Regions from separate parts of the Mus musculus genome. Here all the other regions are linked to region 1. Evidence: chromatin contacts called from public HiCAR-type and promoter capture Hi-C data. All regions are on one chromosome and are shown on one strand. Each heading gives the region's core, a stretch centred on a gene start, on an enhancer-like site or on the middle of the called end of the contact. The rest is flanking DNA. Distances are from core to core; before and after follow the strand shown. Region 1 holds the start of Map3k14 (mitogen-activated protein kinase kinase kinase 14). Region 2 holds the start of Limd2 (LIM domain containing 2). Region 3 holds the start of Nt5c3b (5'-nucleotidase, cytosolic IIIB). Region 4 holds the start of Taco1os (a long non-coding RNA gene).

The links. Promoter capture Hi-C pulls out the DNA fragments that hold promoters and counts their contacts. HiCAR-type assays count read pairs that join an accessible place to other places. Capture Hi-C pulls out chosen DNA fragments and counts their contacts.
Region 2: a contact with region 1 is called in a promoter capture Hi-C map of liver, with 4 times the contacts expected there. The contact joins the promoter of Limd2 here to the promoter of Map3k14 in region 1. A contact is called at or near these places in 1 of 39 promoter capture datasets (liver) and 1 of 9 other capture datasets (liver).
Region 3: a contact with region 1 is called in a promoter capture Hi-C map of liver, with 5 times the contacts expected there. The contact joins the promoter of Nt5c3b here to the promoter of Map3k14 in region 1.
Region 4: a HiCAR-type map of astrocytes shows a contact between it and region 1, with 2.9 times the contacts expected there. The contact joins the promoter of Taco1os here to the promoter of Map3k14 in region 1. A contact is called at or near these places in 1 of 39 promoter capture datasets (pre-B cells), 1 of 484 Hi-C or Micro-C datasets (B cells) and 2 of 115 datasets of contacts at active chromatin or transcription factors (astrocytes and large pre-B cells).

Annotation. Positions count from the first base shown.
Region 1 is chr11:103,265,834-103,269,234 of GRCm38.p6, reverse strand. Map3k14 (mitogen-activated protein kinase kinase kinase 14) reads left to right here and starts at 1,834. Exons shown (of 16, transcript NM_016896.3): 1 at 1,834-1,897.
Region 2 is chr11:106,158,670-106,162,070 of GRCm38.p6, reverse strand. It overlaps Limd2 (LIM domain containing 2), which reads left to right and starts at 1,895. Exons shown (of 5, transcript NM_172397.4): 1 at 1,895-2,020; 2 at 2,629-2,723; 3 at 2,865-2,909; 4 at 2,997-3,136; 5 at 3,238-3,401. The coding sequence starts at 2,682. The coding sequence ends at 3,397. It overlaps Gm10840 (collagen alpha-1(I) chain), which reads right to left and starts at 2,683. Exons shown (of 2, transcript XM_030246469.1): 1 at 2,613-2,683; 2 at 912-2,311. The coding sequence starts at 2,683. The coding sequence ends at 1,510.
Region 3 is chr11:100,439,299-100,442,699 of GRCm38.p6, reverse strand. It overlaps Nt5c3b (5'-nucleotidase, cytosolic IIIB), which reads left to right and starts at 1,602. Exons shown (of 9, transcript NM_001102650.2): 1 at 1,602-1,656; 2 at 1,773-1,871; 3 at 2,446-2,515; 4 at 2,614-2,660. The coding sequence starts at 1,645. Klhl10 (kelch-like 10) reads right to left here and starts at 776. Exons shown (of 5, transcript NM_025727.3): 1 at 476-776. The coding sequence starts at 669.
Region 4 is chr11:106,064,439-106,067,839 of GRCm38.p6, reverse strand. Taco1os (a long non-coding RNA gene) reads left to right here and starts at 1,799. Exons shown (of 3, transcript XR_003949781.1): 1 at 1,799-1,958; 2 at 2,544-3,401. It overlaps Taco1 (translational activator of mitochondrially encoded cytochrome c oxidase I), which reads right to left and starts at 1,749. Exons shown (of 5, transcript NM_027346.2): 1 at 1,322-1,749. The coding sequence starts at 1,592.

The DNA.
Region 1 (3,401 bases), core at 585-3,084:
GACCCAGGGCCAGAGACTCTGGTTGTCAAAAAAAAAAAAGGAGGGGTGAGAAGGAGATGGCAAAAGTGAGCTAGCCCTGCAGGGAGCGTCTGCAGATTCTGGGCCTGTTGCCCACATCTTTCCTGAGAAGTGCTTTGCCCAGCGGCAAACAGGTGGTGGGAGGGAAAGACAGACACCCAAGAGACCTGATACCAACCTGTACATCTGGCCCAGCTCTGCCTCTCTCTCTGAGTCAGAGATGCCAAGCCCTAGGGGTGAGAGGAGCGTTTTTTAGAGGCCCCCAGCCCTTTTTATTTTCTTGCCTTACCATCTCTCAGCTGGCCACTAGCAAGATATGTCCCAGAAACTGACATATAGGTTCTGCATATACTGAAGTATAGGCTCAGTGCAAGTCACAGCCAGAAAGGCTTCCAGGGACAACTCTTGACACGGTTGACACTAACGTAACAATGGACTATGGGCAACTGCAGGCTTTGCTCTAACATATTTCTGGCCCAGGGGAGAGGGGTGAGTCTCTCAGGTTCTCATCTAGTTGGCTTTGTTTCCACATAGAAGTCAGGCTATGCAGCTCAGACTAGCTTCAAACTTGTCATCCTCCTGCCTCAGCCTCCTGAATGCAGGCCAGGTTGTGGGGTTTCCACATTGTCTAAATGAATGGCCTTTCTCGGTGTCCAACAACAGATGTCGGCTTGAACTTGTCTCCAGAAAGAAGCTAGGTCTGCAAAGTGGTCACAAGCAGACAGTGGTCTGGCCCTGGCTCAAACCTTTCCAGACAGGCCGTTCCTTATTTCTCAAACCAGCCAAGAATATGGCTGCCACTCCCACCATACCACCAGTCCCTGCATCTGCAGTTAGGATTCCTTGCAGAGTCTCTAAGGTCGCAGCGCATCTTTTATTCTGGAAACATTTTTTTAAAAAACACATATTTGTAATTTCTTATTACCAGTAAACAGAAGCTTGTGGTACAGTAGGAAGCCCATTAGCAAAGTTAGAAAAGAAAAAAAAAATCCATAAATTCCCTACACTCTTTCCCGGCCCCATAAAAAGGGCACTGTAGAGAGCACGTTTTCAAAGACCAAGTCTTCCTGACTCTGTAGTTTAGAATGGATCCCGTGCTCAGCACACACACCATGAAGCTTCTCGGGGTGGAAGGAGACTGTACCACATCTGCACACTCCCTTAGAGCGTTTCAACACCCGGTCTGTCCTACATAGGCCTTTGGCTCCCCACACTTCTCGAGGGTAGGCAGAGCAACCTCATCTCCACACACTTTACAGAACCGGGCTCACTCTACGTGCTCCATAAAAATGTTTCTGGCCCCACCAGGCCCCCACGAAGCAGCCTCGCCCTCAAGCAGAAAGCAGAGAAACCCAAGACCTCAGAGCGAGAGCGCCCCGCCGTCTCCAAGGTAACCAAAGCCGAAGCCGGGAATGCCCACGCATGCGTACAGTCGCCCTTCCTTCCCGTAACCTCAAAAAGAATGCAGCCCGTAAGATTTGCCAGAAGGCGAGAGCGCATGTGTAGTTCAACCAACACCCTGGCCTCCTTCGCCTACAGACCGCCCATCCACCCAGCCTTCGGCGCTGGATACCCTGGCCGGAAACAGTGCCCATTTTGGGGAGGCCTCGCTAGCCAATCGCTGCTGAGGAGTGGCCGGCAGGCCGACCGGATCAAGGCGTTTTATTGGCTAACTTATAGGAATGGGTGGGATCAAGGGTCGCGGTGCGGCCAAAGAAAGGAGGCGGGAAGCTAGCAAAGTCGCAGCCACGGGGGGAGGCGTGGCCCGGGGCGGGGATAGGCACGGGGGCGTGGTCGAGGAGGGGCAGCAGGGGCCCGGAGCGATCGCTGGCCAGCGAAGCGCCACACTCGCTTGTTTGAGGACAACGGCGCTCCGCCGGTAGGTGACTGGGCAGAACCCCGAGTCCTAAAGCGGGACGCCGAGGGAGCGGGCGGGGAAGGGGCGCCTCCCAGGCGGGGACTGGGTTGCAGCCGGGCTGTCCACGAGGGATGGCTGGGAGGGGTGGCCGGGTGACTACGGTCTAACCCGCTCGCACGCTCAGCGCCATCAGCGCCACGCTCGAAACGCCGTGCTCGCCTAGAACCTCCAGGCCGCGCACCCACGGGTCACACGCTTGCCCGGAACGCGCGCGGGTACTGTCTGCTTCCCTTTCCCCAACATCCGTGCCATCGAGTTCAGCCGCCCTACTGGCAGACCTGGCTCCTAAGTGTCCCCCAAGAGAAGGTGATCGCTCCACTGCCCTAGCAGTGACATGAGCAGCCTTTCCCTTTGAACTGCTTGGGATCACTTGTTCTGAGAGGATCACTGCTCTGGGCACTCAGTAGAGCAATGCTAGTCGCTGATGGTGCTGTCCTCCCTCCTCGATGGTCCTTACCCTTCTCTAATTCTGTGTTCTACTCGGAACTTTTGGAATCTGTTTATATGTACTAGTCCCGTCCTGGAAGCTCTTCCCGGCTCTGGCAACTTTCAGCCACCTGTCACCAAGTGAAAAGAAACATTTGTCTGAGGCAGAGATTCCCACCTGCTTTGGAACCTCATCATGTTCATTAACTTCAGACCTCCCCCCCTCCACTCCCCACCCCCCAGTTGAGATTAAAAGATGGCTGACAGCCCTAAAGGATGGATAGGGGTGTGCATGGGCTGTCAAGTGGATGAGTGGAGAAAAGTTTCAAATATCAGTGTCTTAATGACATGTTGTTGTTGTTGTTGTTGTTGTTAATTGGAGACAATGAACACTAATGACTGGATTAAGGGCGCTAAAAGAATGAACTGAACGAGGAGTGGCACCATGACCAGTGGACTTCGGAACACTGGCGAGTATCTAGAAACATAGTCTCTCTGAAAGATTAGAGGATTGTTTCCTAACTTCAGTTCTGCAGGGTTTTGCTTAGTAACTTTCCCATTTAGTGGTAGGTGTGGTCAGATGCATAGACTGTTGTCCAGTTGGTAAGCGAAGTACCTGAACCAGGTGTGAGGGATGATATGCCTCGTCTGTGGCCTCAGAGCCATGAGTGAGGGTGAGTTCTCCAGATCCCTGAATAAGAACAGCATAACCTAACTTTGATAGAGAAAGGGGGGGGGGTTGGGGTGATCTTTTTGCTGTTAATGTGAGAGGATGCTTTGAAGACTCTTGACTTGCTTATGATGTATGTGTGTATTTCCTCTTGTATTTAAAGTGATGTCAAAGGCAATTCCTTTGGATGGATGCCAGCTTTATGAGTTTTTCAGACGCCCTTAAGACATCTTGAAAACTAGGCATGGTGGCACACACCTGTAATCCATCACTGGGAGGCTGGGACAAGGAGGATTTGTTGTGACTTTGAAGCCTGTCAGGGCTTCATAGCAAGGCCCTGTCTCAGAGCACCAGAGAGGAAAAAGAAAG
Region 2 (3,401 bases), core at 646-3,145, 2.9 Mb before region 1:
GGCTGGCTTCGAACTCAGAAATCCGCCTGCCTCTGCCTCCCCAGTGTTGGGATTAAAGGCGTGTGCCACCACCGCCTGGCAAGCGCCATGTTTTGCTCCCCAGCTCCTCAGGACTCTCTCTACTGGGCATGGCTCAGAGTACTTTATAAACCTAGCACTTGGGGGTAGAGGCGAGAGGATGGGATTGAACATCACCCTTTGCTACATAGCTGGTTTGAGTCCCGCCTGGGCTAGAGATCTTGTCTAACAACTACAGAACATTTAAAGAAACTTTAAAAAAATTTTCCTACTGGAGGTAGGCTAGGGGACCTGAAATGGCATGTGACAGAAGCTCATGTGACACTCCAGCGCTTCTAGCCCCTGCCCAACTTTTTCTCAGATACTTAAAAAAATTTTTTGTGTGTGTGTCCGTGTGTACCAGGATATGACTTGTAGCCCTGGGTGGCTTCGAACTCAGAACGCTGGCGTGGGCCCACAGTTAGCTGCTTTCGATCCTTCCTCCTCCTAGCTAACTGCTGACTGTGGTAGCTTTCTCCAGCTCTGCCCACAGATGGTCCCAGCAGGGCGGGCTGCCAATCAGTGCCCCGGAGCAGCTGCCTGGTGTCCCTAAGGGCTTCACCCTTCTTGTACAAAACAGCTCCCTTGGAGAATCTGATGATAGGTGTGGATAATTTTTCCTAGGAAGAGTCACCCCTAGTTGTGGAGGAACACCCATTACGAAGTCCAGGCTGAGCCTCAGTGCAGGCAAACATCGACCTGAGGCTGAGGGAGAAAAGCGAAGCTCAGCGTGGGTGCATTAGCACCACAGTGGGGCGCGGGTGGGGATGGGTGATGCTGCCTGCTGCCTCCCTGTTCCCCTGCCAGGCAGGAGGCGGTAAGTTGTTCTGTTCCCTGACACGCGTGGGCCTGCGCTAGAGCCACCAGTTTTATTCCTGTTACAGGGGTGTGGAAATATGTCGCCGAGGGCTGTGTGAAGACAGTCTCCAGCTGGGCTTCAGGCAAAGCCCTCAGCAGAAGTCTGTGCCCTAGATGCTGCTGCCTAGAGTCCTTCCCCTCAACCTGCTGTGCAGTGGGCTGGGGCGGAGCGGCAAAAGCAGCTCTTGTTGCACTTTGTTCTCTAAACAACTCCAGCCTAAATGGCTCTCTGCTCCCTTCGGTGGAACAAGGTGTGCTTGATGCAAGGAAGTGGGTCCTTTCAGATAGGGGCTTGACCTGGGCCATGGCAAGGCCCGAGGTTACTAATCCCACAAAATCTGGTCACAGAAACCATTTAGGATGTCGAGCTTAAGGGGGCTGGTGATTTCGGAAACCACAAGGCTGCAGTTCTCGGATAGCGGATCTGTCACACCCCTTCAGTAGTGACATGGGCCCACCGCCGGCTCCCTTGGCCTAACATCGGGGTATACGGAGGGACTACGAGCCGCCTCCATCTTCCTCTGTAGGACTCCGTGGCTGCCAGTGGACCTGCCTCCCGAGTCCCCACAGTGGGGTGCCTCAAACTACTGGGTCTTAAGAGCGCAAGAAGGGGGCGGAGCTAATGGGACTGCGTTCACAACGGCTAACGGGTAAACCGAGGCAGTAAAGGCCCAGGCCATTTCTGAAGGTCCGCGCCGGAAGAGCCTTGCGTGTCGATCGCAGGCTGAACTCGTCTCCTCCCGAGATCTGCGATTCGGTCCCCGCCGTCGTCCCTTCTCCACGAGCGGCAGAGGAGGTTGGCTCCGGGAGGCGGGAGAGCGCGGGCTGTGAAAGCGATGTGGGGGCAGACAAAGGCGGGGGGACGGCGAGCAAGGGAAAGACAAAGCACAGAGGGGGGTCGGCGGCGGCTTCTCCCGGAGGCGGCCCCGGGCGCGCGGAGCCAATGGGCGGGCGCGGGGCGGGGGCCGGCGGGGGCGGCGCCGCGGTGAGGCGGCGGCTGCCGCTCGGGGACCACTGGCAGCGGCGGCAGCTCGCGCCCGCGCCACTTGCACCCGAGGCGGTCCCGCAGCGACCGACCCCCGCCCCGCGGCGCAGGCCGGGCCCGGTGAGACCCACGGCGGCCGGGGGGAGGGGCGCGGAGCGTTGCGGGGCCGACGCCGCCTGGCGGTTCGCGCGTTGCGCTCGCGGGGATCCCGAGGCTCGCGTCGGTCCCGTAGGGCCGGCTCGTGGTGGGGTGGGGTTTCGGGGTCTGGGGTCCCGAAGAGCGGGCGCGGGAGGCAGCGCAGCCTGGCCAGGCAGGAGGTCGGGCCCAGCACTGTCTAGGGGCTGGACGTCTAAGCCCGGTGAGGGGGCGCGCGGGTCTGGCGGTACCCTGCCCAGACCTCTGCTGACCTCCCTTCATCCCAGGCGGGGTCTCTGCCTGTGCTTCCCACAGGCAAAGACCGTGGAGCCCCTGTCCCCGGCCACTCTCGCTAACTTTGTTCTGTCTCCACATATGTTTCCACTCAGGGACCCCCTAACCCTTGGGGGCTGTATGAGGGGCGGGTAGGCTGTTGGGGGTGGGTGAGGGGCGGAAGTGGCAAGACCCAGAGCAACAGGAAATGACTTAGGGAAAGTCCCAACCGCAGCCCCCCAACCCCCTGCCTAAAAACACCCCAGCCTGCAGAGTGGGGGAGGGCTCATGGGGCCCCACTGACTGACTTCCCCTTGCAGAACCCTCTTGGCTCGGCATCTCCTCCAGGGCCACCAAGCACCTCTGAAGAGCCATGTTCCAAGCTGCCGGAGCCGCCCAGGCCACCCCCTCTCATGTAGGTGTCCAGCCAGGTGGGGAGGAGTCAAGGGGACAAGAGCAGCTTGTTTGCTTGGCACCTTGTGCCACCTCGAGTGCCCCTGGGATGTGGGCTGGGCCACCGGAGAGCTGACCCCTCTGACTCTTCCTCTTCCCCCAGGAAGCCAAAGGCAGCAGTGGCAGCAGCACGGTACAGCGGTCTAAGGTAGGGTCCTAAGGGTGGGTGTGGGCAGAGGAAAGGGTCGGCGCTAACCCGGCTTCTTGCTAAGTGTACTCTGCTCCTACTCCACAGTCCTTTAGCTTGCGGGCTCAGGTGAAGGAGACCTGTGCAGCCTGCCAGAAGACTGTGTACCCGATGGAGCGGCTGGTGGCAGACAAGCTCATTTTCCACAACTCTTGTTTCTGTTGCAAACACTGCCACACCAAACTCAGGTGCGCTCCTGCCCTGTCCCGGCCTGCCCACCTACTTGCCCACCCTTACCCTACCTTCCCGCCCTGCCCCAGACTGACCCAGATGTTCTCTGCTTCCACAGCCTGGGCAGTTATGCTGCAATGCACGGTGAATTTTACTGCAGACCTCACTTTCAGCAGCTGTTTAAGAGTAAAGGCAACTACGATGAAGGGTTTGGTCGTAAACAGCACAAGGAGCTCTGGGCCCACAAGGAGGTGGACTCAGGCACCAAGACGGCCTGAGACC
Region 3 (3,401 bases), core at 353-2,852, 2.8 Mb after region 1:
GGGGACCCAATGTCCCCTTATGGCCTCTTCAGGCGCATCATGTATGTGGCCCAGACAGACATACATGCAGGCAAGATATCCATCTATAAAATAAATGAATAAATACAAACTTTAAAAAAAAGATATTTACTATCTTCCTGTTGTTGTTGTTTTGGTTTTTTTGTTTGTTTGTTTGTTTTAGAAATAGATTCTCTATAGCCCAGGCTGCCCTTGAACTACTGATTCTCCTGCCTCAGCCTCTCCAGTTGCTGGGATTACAGGCCTGAGCCACTATGCCTGGATTATAAACTGGTCCTTTCGGAGCCTTATCTAGAGTGTAGGATCAGGTCTGTCCAACTTTTTTTTTTAACGCTGCAATGGCATGCTGTCAACCTACAAAGCTTAGACTTGAGAACAGCTCAAACCAGTTATAAACAAACACAGAGCCTCAGTGATGGGAGACACGGCTCAGCTTCCCCCCCCCCCTCCGGTGTACCTAAAGTAGGAGCTGCAGCTACAGAGGATGTTCTTGTGGGCATTGAACTCGAAGCCATTGACTTTGATGACCACGTCGCAGAGCTTGCCCTCAAGCCGGAGCTCGTTGAAGATCTCACAGGTCATTGCACTCATCTTTCTTTCCATGTGAGGCTGGTGGAACCGGGTGGAGGCAGCGGTGCTCTCCATCTCCATGGCTCCTTGGGACCAGGGGAGAGAGGCTGCTCTCCTGGGGTGTTGGGGAGGGTTATGGGGGGCCCCTTTAGCCAGCTGTCGCTCCTTTTCCCTACTACATCTTTCATATAGGGACCATCAGGCAGCCCAAGTTCCAGAATCCTGGGCAGTGAGATCACTCAGGATTGTGCTCTCAGGTTCTGGAACCCCCTTCTTGCCCCTTCTTTTCCTCCCCCTCCCCCCAGAACATACAGGTAGACCACCCCACATCTCTTTCCTCGACCTCAGACCTAGGGCAGAACTGTGACCACCAACACAATTGAGCCTTTACTGAGTCTGCTGCTTGTTGCATCTTCAGGTTGGGTCCCCACCTCCCTGCAGCATCCTTCCAAAGCTCTCTCTGGGCTCCCCATGGGTGCAGAGGCAGAAGCAGAGCTGATCAAATATCATGCTGGCCAGGGTCTTCCAGCCCCTGAGATGCCTTACTGCCTTACTTTGCTTGTGGTGCTGATGAAGAGCCAGTTAGGGAAGTGTCTCCTGGATACACCCCCTGTCCAAAATGCACTTGAATACCTAGTGGGTTGTTCTTTGCAATGCAGGGGATGAAATTCAGGGCCTCATACCTGCAGGCAAGAACTCTCTCACTAAGCAGTGACCCCCAACCCCAGTAAAGATTGCATTTGTGTTCCAGAAAGAGTGAGTGACAGGCGCCCATACACACCAAAGCCTCATGACAGCCAGCCCACATACAGGACCCCAGCGTCTTGGTACTCCCCCCCCTCGCCCCCCAACGTTCCCCCACCCCCACACACAGTAGACCATCTTCCCCCACACACCCCCGCACTCCCCACTCTTGCTTCTCCTGCCAGTATCCGGAGCCAGCCTGGAAACGGCCTGCAGCTCCTAGACCGACGCGACTAGTGCGAGGCGACGCCTGCGCAGTGTGGCTGTAAGGCGGGCGCTGTCTTCGGGGCCGCCCACCAGGCCAGCGGCGTGATGGCGGAGGAGGTGAGGCCACGGGCGGGGACGGTCCCGCGTGGCGGGATCGCGGGTGCGGAGAGACCCAGCTGTCCTGATGCCCATCGCGGCTCTCGGGTCAGCGGGTCTCTTGGGTCTCACGACAGGTAAGCAGCCTGATGAAGGCCACGGTCCTGATGCGGCAGCCCGGACGGGTGCAGGAAATTGTGGGCGCCCTTCGCAGGGGCGGAGGAGACCGCCTGCAGGTACCGGGGCTTGGGGTAGGGCGGGAGGGTGCCTGCCCTGCGGCCTTCCCGCCAACTGGGGTTCGCGCTCTGCGAGCCTGCGCCCTAGGGTGGTCATGGACAAACAGATTGGTTCACCTCGGGAAAGAGCCTACCTCCCCCAGTAGCCAACTTTCAGAGTAGTCAGATGTGACCCTTTTCCTGCCGCTTGGTTTTAGAAAGCAAGTGGGTGGAGGCCCCCCTCCCTCCCCCAGTCGAAGATAAGGGAGATCCACAAAGGTCGGAAGGCACCTTAAGAAAGAACCAGTGTATAAAGATGCCACAGAAAGTCACCCCCACATTTGGGGGACTTTGTTTTCTTCAGGGTTAACTCGTGTCCTGACACAGGATGTCACTTTTTTCCTTCTTTCTTCTGTCTCTCCCTAACCTTGCAAAGGCTTTGCTGCAGCTTGGTTAGACTTCCTCCGCTACCCCAGGCTGAGGCAAGGGCCAGGATAGACCAGTACCTAGTCAACCTAGTCAACCTAGTCAGTCAACCTAGTCAACCTAGTCAGTCAACCTAGTCAACCACCATCATCCGCCCTTTGTCTCTTAGGTGATTTCCGATTTTGACATGACCCTGAGCAGATTTGCTTACAATGGACAGCGATGCCCTTCTTCCCACAGTAAGTCACATTTTAGCTTTCCTTGTAGGGCTCAAGATGACAACTGCTATGGAGCAAATAAAGGGAGTCTTGTGTGTGTGTGTGTTTTCTTTTTTCAGATATTCTGGATAACAGCAAAATTATCAGTGAGGATTGTCGCAAAGAGGTGGGTCATTCCCTTCTTTGCTCAAACATGGCTGTGGTATGCTTCTGGGGTTGAACCACAGCGTCCAGGACTGAAATCTTAAGAAACTCCGTTCCTTAAACACAGTGTGGGGAGACCTGTAATCCCAGAGGCTGAGACAGGAGGATCCCAAGTTCAGAGGCTGCCTGGATTCCAGAAAGAGTTCAAGGTCACTTAGGCAAGGAAAAGGAAGCTGCATGGGTGTTGGTGGCGCACACCTTTAATCCCAGCACTCAGAAGGCAGAGGCAGCAGATCTCTGTGAGTTCGAGGCCAACCTGCTCTACATATTAAGTCTCAGCCAGACAAGGATAGATAGGAAGACCTTATCTCAAAAACAGAGGGAGTCTGGGTCAGAGGAAGCTTATCAACCATTCGAGACACTCTGGATTTGCTCCTTAGTTTCACTTGGTTTTGTTCTTCCATCATTCTTTTTTAAAAGTTGTTACAGTAAAGGAGATATGGTTTTCTTATTGGGTTTATTTTTATTATTTTAAAGTGTATGTGTGTGAGTGGGGTACATAGACATACAGATACCCTTGGAGGTCACAGGAGTTTAGAGTCGTGAATTGCCTGATGTAGGAACTAAGAACTGAACTCCAGCCCTCTGGAAGAGCAGTCAGTGCTCTTAACTGCGGATCCATCTCTCCAGCCCCTGGATCTAGTCTTAATCCATGAGGACAGCTTTTCCTTATTGGCTGAGACACAGTGATGGGTAGTTTGTG
Region 4 (3,401 bases), core at 550-3,049, 2.8 Mb before region 1:
CAGGTCCACACTTTTCATAGGATTTTCCCCCCTCTACTTCTACCAGCCTGACACCGAAGTGAGAATCACTGAAGCGACGCATGGTTCCAAAACTGACTTTCCAAGGAAATGTCTTAGGAGCTCTGATGAGGGAAAAGGAAGCGAGAAATGGCTTGTCTCAGCATGCCTGTCCCAACCTTCAGTGGTAGTAGAAGCAGCTGCAGAGCGCATGGTTAGTCCCTTCAAGAAAGGCACTTTCTTTCTCTTTCTTCCTTACAAGACCTGCTCATGTGCTTGCATGCATGATGCATGCAGTGCCTGAGGAGGCCAGAAGAGAACATTGGGTACCTTGGAACTGAAGTTTAAGGTAGTTGTTAGATGTCACATGGGTGCTGGGAAACAAACCCAGGTCCTCTGCAAGAGCAGCAAGTGCTTTTAACCGCCCAGCCATCTCTCCAAGCCCTGACTTGACTCTTTATGCTTTATTTTTTCCTTTTCCCTCTTCCAGTCATTTTATTTGATAAATATCTTTAACTTTTTAAATCGATTCTTTGTGAATTTCGCATCATGCACCCCAATCTCACACTGATCCTGTCATCCCTCCAGATCCATCCTCTCCACGCTTGCAGTCTCCCTCCCCTAAACAAAACCAAACCAAACCCATCCCTGATGTAGAAGCAGAAGCTGCGGTGTTGTGGAGTGTCACACTGGATATTCTTTTGTCCAAACAGCTTCACTTGCAAATGTCCATTGCCATGAATTATTGGTCTGGTTCGAGGCCTCCGGCTTCTGCCACACTTTCTTTTTTTGTTTTTTGTTTTTGTTTGTTTGTTTTTTGTTTTTTGTTTTTCGAGACAGGGTTTCTCTGTGTAGCCCTGGCTGTCCTGGAACTCACTTTGTAGACCAGGCTGGCCTCGAACTCAGAAATCCGCCTGCCTCTGCCTCCTGAGTGCTGGGATTAAAGGCATGCGCCACCTCGCCCGGCAAAATAAAACAAAGGTTCGGGAGCGGAAAAAGACCGGAACGACACGGGAACCCGCGACCGGCACCGACAGAACCAACTCGCGGAAATCGGGCAAGCCGGCCGCGCTGCCACACTTTCTTAAGGCGTATTTCTATGAAGTACCTTCTAACTATACCCTTAGATGAAGTCATTTTTATCTAAGGGCGGGTCTCTGAAGGTCTTTGAAAAGGAAAACAGGTATATCCAGTGTAAGTAAGTGCTTTGAGGGTTATGAGTAGGACAATTATGACAACTGGGGGTTGGGGGGACGGTCCTAAATGAAGCCTTAGGCACCTAAAGAGCTTCAGTGACCAGCAGTGAGGACTACCAGGTTCTCACCTTTAACCGCCAGGCGGATACTGAGAGTGAGTTTAGAGAAGATTCGACTCCTTTCCATGTCCTTGGGGCCCTTGATGTGCCGGACTTTAGACCACTTATTGTGTCCCGCCGAGGCCGTCGCGCTGACATGCAGCGTCCTGTGTGGCGCTGCACCACAGCCGGGGTTTGCATGCTGGGAGGCGCCCCAAGGACCCACGCGGAACCCGAGGCATCGCACACGAAAGCACGGGACAGCGGTCATTCTCAGGCTGGCGGCAGCCCAAGACATCATCTGCTTCGACAAGGGGCTGCGCGGTGCAAAGATGAGCAGCTAAAATCAGCCCGTCTAGTCCGGCCCCGGAACAACCCGGTCTGGACGTTCAGACCGCTGCTACAGCTCTCCAGAAACTCAGAGGTTCGGCTCTTCCTGACGCTGCACTGCCTTGAGTGACCGCGAAGGAGCCGGGCGCGGGGACCCTAAATGGTGCAGTACACTTCCTTTGCCCGGTCCGCCGCAAAAAGACGTTCCCGGATTCTGCAAAGTTGGTTCCGCTGCCTCGCGGTACTCGTTCCAACCCCGCCCCTGCCAGGAGTGACGCAACCCTTCTTTGCTCCCGGTTGCTTGGAAACGACAGATCACCTTCCCGGAGAGATTCAGGTGACTGACTTTCCTTCCTAACTGAGCAAGTCCAGAATAAGAATTGTTTGGTTGAAAAAGAAATATGTAGTTCAGTCGGTTCATTTTACAGATAAAGAAACCGCCGCCAAGGTTGCCTGTTTAAAAAAAGGAAGCAATAAACAAAAAAGTACTAAATGCTGGGCGTGGCAGGCCATGTCTGTGATTCCAGCACTTAAGAGGCGAAGGAAACCTTAGGACTTTGTCTCAAAAAAAAAAAAAAAGCAAAAACTTTAATTAAAACAAACAACGACAAAAAAAAAAAAAAAAAACAACCAAACAAAATAAGCCACTACCCCACCAGCCGACGAGAAGCGATTTGCCCAGTCATTTAAAACTTTCTGATTTAGATTTCATTTCTGTAAACAAGGATGGCATTGCCTGTTTTGCCAACCCATACTGGACAAAAGATCGGGCCAGCCTTTGAGTCAAACTGCTATCTTCGTTTTCCATCTGTTGTTTTAAAATTAGTTTAAGTATTTTTAATATATGTGTATGGTTGTTTTGACTGCATGTATGTCTGTGCGCTACATGTGTGCCTGGTGTTCTCAGATATTTATTTTACAGATAAAGAAACCGCCGCCAAGGTTGACATCAAGATAGCCTGGAACTGATGGTTGTGAGCTGTCACATGGAGAATCGAAATTGAACCTGGGTCCTCTGGAAGGGCAACCAATATCCTTAACTGCTGAGCTATTTCTCCAGCCCCTTCCACCATCGGTTCTCTTGGCAGAGAAAACAAGAGAAAAAGGACACTATGGAAAAATAAAGAAAAAATAATGTAGCAGCTGCTTGAAACTCTTTAAGAGCTCTCTAGGGGGGGGGTGAATTAAGTCTCAAGAGCGTAACACATTTAAAAAAGCAGGTCAGTGTGAAGGCAGTTTGAAGTCTTGCTCTCTAAAGTTAGGCTGGATGAATTCAAAGTGTGTTTCTGCCATTTAGTAGTGCAACCTTGGGCAAGTTCTTTACTTTCTGTTTCCTTCTACAATGGCCTTGAATAAGCAGGATGAGGGGAAGGGCACGGACACAGATTTTATATTATTTTTTAAAAGATTTATTTTATTATTATACATAAGTACACTGTAGCTGTCTTCAGACACACCAGAAGGCATCAGATCTCATTACTGATGGTTGTGAGCCACCATGTGGTTGCTGGGATATGAACTCAGGACCTTTGGAAGAGCAGTCAGTGCTCCTACCCACTGAGCCATCTCTCCAGACCCCAGATTTTATATTCTTAGTGGATATGTCCAAAATTAATCTACTTACCTTTCATTCTCATGTATGTCTATGGGAGGGCATTATGTTAGCTGTTAGATTATCCTTGTGTTTCCTTCCTAGTTCCAGAATAGCAGCTGGCAGCCACCAAGCACAACCTGAGTTCTTTTTTTTTTTTTTAAGATTTATTTATTATGTGTAAGTACA